Regions from separate parts of the Mus musculus genome. Here region 2 is linked to region 1. A link is a contact called in public Hi-C data. All regions are on one chromosome and are shown on one strand. Each heading gives the region's core, a stretch centred on a gene start, on an enhancer-like site or on the middle of the called end of the contact. The rest is flanking DNA. Distances are from core to core; before and after follow the strand shown.

Region 1 (4,503 bases), core at 386-2,885:
TAGAACCTCTCCATGCAAAGGTAAACAGAATAATCCCAGAAAAACAAACAAACTTCCCAATCCACCAGTAAATCCAGAAAATGAAGAAGCAAAGCCTACTTTTTTAGACTCTTCCTTACAGCCCCCACCTTCCTGTATTTGCTGACTTTTGTTGTTGTTGTTGTTGTTGTTGCTGCTGCTGCTGCTGCTGCTGCTGCTGTCACCAGAAGATACCTAGTAGGAACAACCTAAGGGATTATTTTAGCTCATGGCTTCAAAGCTGTCAGTTCATCATGTTGGGGAGGGTGTTGTAGAACAGACAGGAAGCAAAGAGACAGGGACCTGTGGGCAAAGAGAACAAGACATAATTTTCACAAGCCCTTCTCTAGGTCAGTTTACTTTTTGAAATTCCCACAACCTTTCAAAATAGCGCGGTCAGTCAATGACCAGGCATGCAAATGAATGGAACTGCTGTAGGGACACTTTACATCCAAGCACATTGCTCTAGTGCCCCTTATCCATTCACATTCCCCACACTTCATTCTTAGGCCTTAGAAACGTGGCAGATCTTCAGTGTAAGTCAGCTGAGGTCAGATGTTCTTAACCAGAATTCAGTGCATAGAATTAGAATGTCTGGAAATGACCTTAGAAGGTTTTTTTCTCCTAATTTTCCACTTTCTGCATCAATTATCCTACGATAAAGCACCACAGCCATGCCCACAGGGGATTCGGACTCTGACTCAACACCTCTGCTGATTATAAATCAGGGTCCCCTGGGGCAGCCTCTTCCATTTCTGGATTGTTCTAATCATTAAAATGTTCTGTTGTGCTAGCCAAAATTATCCCCCTGTAGCGTCTGTGTGAGAAATACCAAGCAAGCCCTTCTCCTCCTGGCAGCCTCACTTTGTTTGATGGCAGCTGTCATATCCCTGCAGAGTGCCATGCCCCTGAACTAAATACACCCAACTGCTCATATGACAAAGTTCATAGGTTCCGTACTATCTTGGTCATCACTTCTTGAACACATTGCAGTTCAACAACGTCCTTCTTCAAAAGTTTCATCTTGAGTGGATTAAAATGCCACAGGAGATAGAGTGGAAGGAAGTTTCTGTCTACTGAAAAAAAACAAAACAAAAACAAAAAACAAGACACCAAGAGCCACACCCACAAGAAAGAGAGCTTTGTTGTTTGTTGTTATCAGAGTGGTATTTTCCCTTGTGAAGGGACAAAGAAGAGAGCTTGCCTTGTTTTCACTCTGCTCTTCTGTAATAAAATGTCAATTGCACGCGCACACACACACACACACACACACACACACACACATTCATACACACCAAGTCCACATGCTATTTTTAACCCTTTGTCTCATCCCTCCTTCTGTGACTTGAAGTTGCACAGGGTTTTTGACATAATAGGCTGATAGCAGCCATTCATTTTAAAGGGCCCCACTAGGCACAGACTACTCTTGGGAAAATGTATTACCTTTGTTGCTTTGATAAAACACAAACAAAATTGCCTTACAAAAAAATAACTTATTTAGACTTAAGGTTCCAGAGAAAATGTCAATAATGGAGGAAGAGGCATGGCAGCTGCTGATGTCCAGAGCAGGAAGCTGAGAGATTGCATCTCAGTCACACATATGAAGGAGTCAGTGAACTGGAAGTGAAACAAGGCTCTACACCCTCAAAACTTAGACTCACTCACTGATGTACTTAACTCCATCAAGGCCATGCCTCCTGAAAGTTCTAGAACCTTCCCAAACAGCACCATCAACAGGGGAACAAATGTTCAAATACCTAAACCTATGAAGGACACTTCTTAGTCAAACTACAACATTCTATTCCCTGCTACCCACTGCCCATGGCTAGCTATCTCATGATGCAAACTTCTAAAGTCTCCATTGTCTTTAATAGTCTCAACATTGTTGAAAAGTTCTAAGTCCAAAGATTCTTCTGAGACTTAAGGTAACTCCCTCTCAACCCCTGGTTTTAAGGACAAGGTTTCTCTGTGTATCCAAGGATGTCCTGGAACTTGCTCTGTAGATCAGACTAGACTTGAACTCAGAAATCTCCCTGGCTCTGTCTCCTGAGTGCTGAGATTAATGGCACATGCTATCATTACCCAGCCTCAAGGTGATCTGTTAACTGTGACTCCCTGTAAAAGCAAAGACAGATTGCATACCTCCAACACACAATGGCACAGAGTATGCATAGACCAAAGCAAGACTGAAACTCAGCAGGGAAAATACTAAATCCTGTAGCTCCATGTCCAGTGGCTGGGAGTTTAGTTTTAAATACCTTAGATGTCTTTACCCCTCCAGTTTTGTTGTCTGCAACATATAATAGCTCTCTCATGATCTGGCTTCACTCCTGGCCACAGCTCTCCTTGGCAGTTGCCTCATGACTCTGACATCTCCAATTTCTCTATTGCACCCAGGTTTCACTTCCACAACTTCATGAGATGGCTTCTCATAGCCTCCCTGCAAGGACTCCCCTGCCACACATTGCCTGGCCCCAGCAGCTCTCTGAAACCATGGAGGAAGATTCCATAACCCCTTCCCTCTTGCATCCTTCATGCTTCCGAAACCAGTGCCATGTGGCCAATACTGCCAAGTCCAGCTGCCAGCTTGGGGCAGACCTTTGCCCTTTAACTGCATTAGCAGCAATTGCTTTCTAGGGTCAGGTGCCCCTTAGGCCTGTGGTTCTCAACTTGTGGGTTGCAATCAATCCCTTTGAGAGGTCAAACAATCCTTTCACAGGGGTCACCTAAGACCATCTGTATATCAGATTACATTACAATTAATAACAAAAAAATCATAGTTATGAAGTAGCAACAAAAATAATGTTATGGTTGGGTCACAACAACATGAGGAACTGTGTTAAAGGGCTGCAGCATTAGGAAGGTTGAGAACCACTGTCTAAGCCTTTCTCCAGTCACAGACTAGCTTAGTTGGCTGGGGTCTTGCCCTAAAGGTATCCCTCCCATTGTTCTGCTGCAGAGCAGAAGGTCTCTCCTTAACAGTTGCTAATCCACCTAATAGTTATAGCCTCTCTTTCAGCGTGTGGTTTAGCTGTGGCATTAAGTTTCCTAGTGCTCTTTCTGTCTACATATTTCTGTCTTTCTTTCTGTCCCAATTGCTTTTTTTCCCATTGTAGACCTGCATTCCTGTTATTGGTAACAACCATGCCACAGACTTAACTTATGCTGCTATGAAATTTTCTTCCATCAAAAAAATTAGTCCGTTTTAATTTCGTTTAATAATTTAATTACTTTAGCCTCAGGCAAGTTCTTAGGACATGGGCAAAAGGCAGTTAAATTCTTTTTCTAACTATAACACAAATGATCTCAGGCCCAGTCCCTAATAGTTAGTGTTCCCCCTGAAACCACTTGGGCTGGGCCACTACAACTGTATATATATACACACACACATATGTATATGTGTGTGTTTATTTGTTTGTTTGTTTGTTTGTTTTTATTTTTGGTTTTTCGAGACAGGGTTTCTCTGTATAGCCCTGGCTGTCCTACTCACTTTGTAGACCAGGCTGGACTCGAACTCAGAAATCTGCCTGCCTCTGCCTCCCGAGTGCTGGGATTAAAGGCATGTACTACCACCTCTGGCTCATGTATACATATATTTATGTGTGTGTATACACACACACACACACACACACACAGAAACATATATACATATATACATATACATATATACACACACATACACATATACACACACACATATGGCAAAATCAGTGACTAAGAGATCACATCTCAATCTCACACAGAAAGCAGAAGACAACGTGGAAGTGAGGTGAGGCTATAAGCCCTCAAAGCCTACCCCACAAGTGAGTACTTGCTCCAATGAGGCTGCATCTCCTAAAGTTCCACAGTCTCCAAATGATCCTGCCAAGTTGGGACCAAGTATTCAAATACTTGAGCCTGTGGGAATATTGCTCATTTGGATTACTTTATAAAGTGAGACTAATCTAGCCCTCAAACAGCTTAGCAAGTCTATTCCCACAAGAATATTTCACACTTCAGTACTTCTATGTGCAGTGACCCCATACCTCTCACCACAATCTCAAATCCTTTCTCCACCTCTCTAGTCCAAAAGTTCTTTCAGTTTCTCAGCACTACGGCTAACTCCTTTTGTGCCTAGGCATCCACTTCTAGAATCCACATCTAGAATTCCTTCTTTTGATTTCTTCTTTCCAGCTTCCCAGTAGGTCCTAGGCATGGAGACACTCTAGTCTACCAGAGGATCTCCAACACCTTGCATTCATTCACCTTGTCTATAAGTCTATTCTCCTAGGGGACCAGCAGCCTGGAGCCACCACCCTGTGACTGCGGATATACTCACCAAGGCTGAGGATGTAGCTCAGAGCATTTGCTCAGAACACACAAGGCCCTCCGTTCAATCTCTATCACAAACAGTCGTGAGGGGGTGGACTCACAAGCAGAAGCTGTTCGTCTCCATCACTGTCTTTTGTCAGCCTCAGAATCCAACTTTCAGAAATCATTGCTTTT
Region 2 (4,719 bases), core at 1,998-4,497, 180 kb after region 1:
TGTGTTCAAATGTCTGTGGCATAGATTTCTCAGTCAACCACCACAGAGTTTTGGTGCTGAATTGTCACATGACTGCACATCCTATCTGAACCACCTGTGATGTATATTTCAGGACTCAGGCTTAGCCATTCAGAATGAGTAGAAAGAACATATTATCTGAATGGAAGAGCTGAACAGTAGCCATGATGCAGGGACCAGCACTGTTCAAAGCCTGCCTTCACCCTGGCTGCTGTTCTTCTCAGCGACACAAGATAAAGATCTTTGGGCTTAGGGCCTTCTCTCTCCTCGAGGCACCCAGGGAAAGCATCTGTCTGTGTGGGTGATGGAGATGGCGGTGACTTGGGCAGGATTTTAATTGTGTATCTTAGGGACCGACTATTTATTTATGTGTCTATGTCATACTGTTTAGTCATCGGGAGACTGTGTGGAACACAACAGAGGTGCCATCATACTTGGCCCAGAGATATAAGAGCTAAGAAGGCAGAGGTCCTGATCTCAGCAATGGCAAGCTCTGCTCTAACTCCTTACGCATTACTTGTGTGTCAGCATCCTTTAACATTTTTTACTTATGTATTTGTTCTTAATTTTTAATTGTTGTATTTTAGATTTAGTGTTTTACCTTTTTGTGCACACACACACATGTGTACATGCACGTTATTAGTGCACCTGTTGAGGTGAGAGGTCACCTTTTGGTATCATGTCCTCTTCTGCTATGTGGGTCCCAGGGATCAAACTCAGGACACACACCCTAGTGTTACCAGACCTAGTGTCACCAGCCCTAGTGGCAAGTGCCTTCACCTGCTGAACTGTTTTGCTGGCCCTTAGTTTGTTTTTTATTCTTTGACTGTTGCATATAAGTTTATATTTTATTTATATAAATTTACATATTAATTTATACATTAAATATCAATATACATTTATAATTTTATCCCGTCTCACTCAAATTACTCTTGCTATCCCCCTCTCCTGCTGAAACCCTTATTTACAAGTCTGTCCCTTTTTTGTGCATGCGTTATCCACTGAGTTTAAGTATGGCTACCTGTGTAAGCATGGGTAGGGGGCCATTTACTGGAGCAGCATATCAGCAGCTACATCACTGAATAAAGTGACATTCTTCTCAGAGCCACTTTCAACTGCTACCTTATTTATTTTCTTGAGACTGGGTTTTCCGTAGTAGCCCAGACTGCCTTCAAATTCACTATATAACTGTGGACAACCTTGAACTTCTAATAATCTTGTCTTCAGGTCCTGAGTGCTGGGATCATAGGTGTGTGCCACCACTGTGCTGTGTCCCCAGCCCCTTCTTCATAGTGTCTAATGTTTTCCATGAATTCTACCTTAAACACAACTCTAGATTATTGCATAGAATTGTTATGGGAGTACCAAATGCTATTATTTAGTGTGTGTGTGTGTGTGTGTGTGTGTGTGTGTGTGTGTGTGTGTGTGTGCTGTGATGTAATGTGTGTAGTTGTCTGTGTCACTGCATTGTGTGTGTGGAAGGGGTATCCATGTGCATGCCCAGGGAAGTCAGGGGTTGATGTTTGTCTTGTTTTAAGACAGGGTTTTGTGTTAAACCTGGACCTCACTAGCTAGGCTAGTCTAATTGATGAATATGCTTTAAGGACCCATCTGTCTCTGTTTCCTCTCCCCAGTGTCAGGGTTACAGACCACAGAGCTCACTTTTTATATGGGTTCTAGGGATCTAAACTCAGTCCTGACACTTGCAGGGCAAGCACCTCGCCAACTGAACCATTGCCCCAGCTCAGTGCATAGTATTTTCTCGTTTGAAACAGAGTCATGGGGCTGGAGAGATGGCTCAGCAGTTAAGAGCACTGACTGTTCTTCCAGAGGTTCTAATTTCAATTCCCAGCAACTGCAGGGTGGCTCACAACAATCTATAATGGGATCTGATGCCCTCTTCTGGCATGCAGGTGTACATGTAGAAAGAGCGCTCATATACAAAATAAATCTTTTTAAAGGAAAAAAGAGAGTCATACAAGATAGCCCAGGTATTGAACTCCCAGTCCTCTGACCTCAGCCTCCCGTGTGCTGGAACTACACAGGTGCCAGCTGCTGTACTTGGCTTAAGTTTTATCTTTATAGACATAGTGTGTGCTCTAAAGTGAGTCTACTTCTGTCTCTGTGCTTTGGCTGTCTCTGTCCTCTCCTGTTCTCAGGAGTCCTGAGGGTCTTGAGTATAAAGATGCTGAAAGGGGTAAGGTGGACGGAACAGGTCAGGAGCTTCAGATGCCACTCTCCACGAGCAGAATAGTCTGAGGACACTCTGGACACAGAGAAAATAAAAAAACAGAAGAAACAAAAACCAAAACCCTCTGAGTTGTAATAGCTGCGTTTGCAGACTTGGACTTTAAAATGAAGCCATCACAGAGTAGCATACAACCCCCTTGAGTCTCCCCTTAACTCAGGCCTGGCCTGAGCTTCTCAAGCCACGTTCCAGAGTGGCTGCAGCAGGGATCCCTTTAGCCCATGGCTGTAGCCAAAAGCAGTGGTTATGTTTTAAAACTCACCCTGCTGCTACATATTTTACTTCTTTGTAAGCTTTAGATATTTAAAAATAAAATCCTAAAGATAAGTGAGATGTGTGTGTGTGTGTGTGTTTGGCGGGGGGGGGGGGTTCCATGCCTGTGATCTACGCATTTTCGAGGCCTAGAAGATTGTGAGTTCGAGGCCAGCCTGGTCTATGTGATAAAATCTCATCTCAAACCAACCAACCAGCCAGCATCCCTTAGTAAGGAACCACATTGATTGATCTGTGGAGGTCATCATCGTCCTTCCCCTGCCCTCGTGCTTACACCCGTGAACACCCACAGGGTGTTTGTGCGATGCGGGTGCTCTTCTCCAAAGTATTAGGCATACCTCTGGGTACAGAATTCATTTGGAGCAGGACTTGGCCTTGGGTCTAAAACCTGCTCAACATTTAAGTGTGCACCCAGAGGAGCATTTGTTGCAGCAGAATTCCGAAATCTGAGCAACCTTTGGCAGCTGAAGGCTGAGAGGGAAAAACAAACAAACAAACCCAACAACCCATCCAGAGCCTTTTCCCAAAGCTGAAATGTTTACGTTGGATGCAAATATGGCCTGAGGTTTCAGGAAGAGGGTGGGGATGGTTAAGGGTGGAGGGCCGTGGGAACAGCGCCACCTTGTGGTCTCATCATTACTTTCCAGAGCAGCTATAGCTGCAGTGCCAGCTGCCACCAGACTGGGGCGGACATTTTGGACTTAGGACTTTGATTCGGAGACTGGGAGACATCTGCACTAGAACCTAGCTCCGACAGGCCCAGCTGCCTGACTCAAAAGACTTCATTAAAGACTACTCTGGCACAGCTACATAGTTGTTGAAGAAGAGGCGGGGGGGGGGGGCGGGGGAGAAGGGCGTGTGGCTGGCACTCATGAGACCATTTGGATCTGGAGGGACTGGCAGAGAGCCTGGAAGACCACGCCCAAGCTGGGAAGCTGGGGAACCAGGCGGTCTGCATTGGGAAGGCAGAAGGCAGATGGGTTGGCCACTCCTTCCCTTAGCTCTGTCTTGGTGTGTCTATTGGTCTCTCCCGTTGCTGCCCCCCATCACCCCAACACAGGGTACCAGGAAGGTAAAATAAGATGGCAGTTTCCTAGAACATCGGAAGTCCCAGAGGCACCCGGAGCTCTTCCCTTCCTCACCTTCTCAGTGGGACTCTCAAGCACAACACATCTCTGTCTGAGACAAAGATGACTGCCACCACAGGCAGGGAACACGAAAGTCATCTGTGCTTTTTTCCTCTAACAGCTACATCAAAATAAGTATACGAAGCAAATAAAAATTAATTTGGATACTATATTTTGTTTCATCCAACAGATCTGATGTCTTGGCATTTTAACATGTTAAGAAAATAGAATTCAGAGCTAGGCATTGTGGTACACAGCTGTAATTCCAGTGCTTGAGAGACTGAGACAACAGGATTGTGAACTAGAGTATCCTGGACTAAAACAGAGAGACCATCTGACAAACAAAGATAAACAAAAGAGTAATGTTATCTTTAGCTCCACTTCCCACCCTGGTTCTAAGGCTTTGGGATTCTGTATGTATTTTACTAGATTGGAAACACACAGATGCACACACACACACACCAGCAGCAGTTAGCACAAGAAAGGACATAGGATTCTTTGGTAGTTGGTAGAAGAGACCAACATGACCTGGCAAAGTCACATGGAGGCATTCACACTGGGCCATGGTGGCTGTGTGAGATTTAGAAAATGAAGTGACGAGTGTTTGGCCTGAGGAAGATGGATTATCCATCCCTGTTCTACTGGATCATGTCTGTCTCCCCTCCAATCTCCCCCCATCAGTACACACACACACACACACACACACACACACACACACTCTCATGTATGCACACACAGGTGTGGAGGTCAGAGCGCAGCTTCAGATGTCTCTCCTCAGGCATTGCTCGCCTTGATTTTTGAGACAGATTGCTCACTGACCTAGAACTCACTGAGTAGCCTAGTCTGGCTGGCCAGTGAGCCTGAGATCTGCCTGTCTCCGCAGCAGTGCTGTGATTCCAAGCACACACCACCACACATGGCTCTTAAAAATGATTGTTATTTTAAACAAACAAACAAACAAACAAACAAACAAACCAGGGGTTCTGGAGCCCCAGTCGGACCCTCCCGCTATCAAGCCAGCATTAATGACTGAGATGCTCTCTGGAGTTTTAA

What was found. Hi-C and Micro-C count contacts between places; a contact is called where the count stands out from the background.
Region 2: a contact with region 1 is called in a Hi-C map of the N1E-115 cell line, with 2.9 times the contacts expected there. The contact joins two enhancer-like sites. A contact is called at or near these places in 3 of 484 Hi-C or Micro-C datasets (the HPC-7 cell line, the N1E-115 cell line and cortical neurons).

What each region holds. Positions count from the first base shown.
Region 1 is chr7:111,997,941-112,002,443 of GRCm38.p6, forward strand. No RefSeq gene overlaps it. Among named protein-coding and RNA genes, the nearest start is that of Gm33204, 9.6 kb to the right of the region's middle. Within about 2 kb of position 1,636, at least 30 of the 459 cell types and tissues checked have an H3K27ac peak or open chromatin away from gene starts, as enhancers often do. A contact at or near this core is called in the N1E-115 cell line, where this site is marked.
Region 2 is chr7:112,177,149-112,181,867 of GRCm38.p6, forward strand. No RefSeq gene overlaps it. Among named protein-coding and RNA genes, the nearest start is that of Gm39071, 8.4 kb to the right of the region's middle. Within about 2 kb of position 3,248, at least 72 of the 459 cell types and tissues checked have an H3K27ac peak or open chromatin away from gene starts, as enhancers often do. A contact at or near this core is called in the N1E-115 cell line, where this site is marked.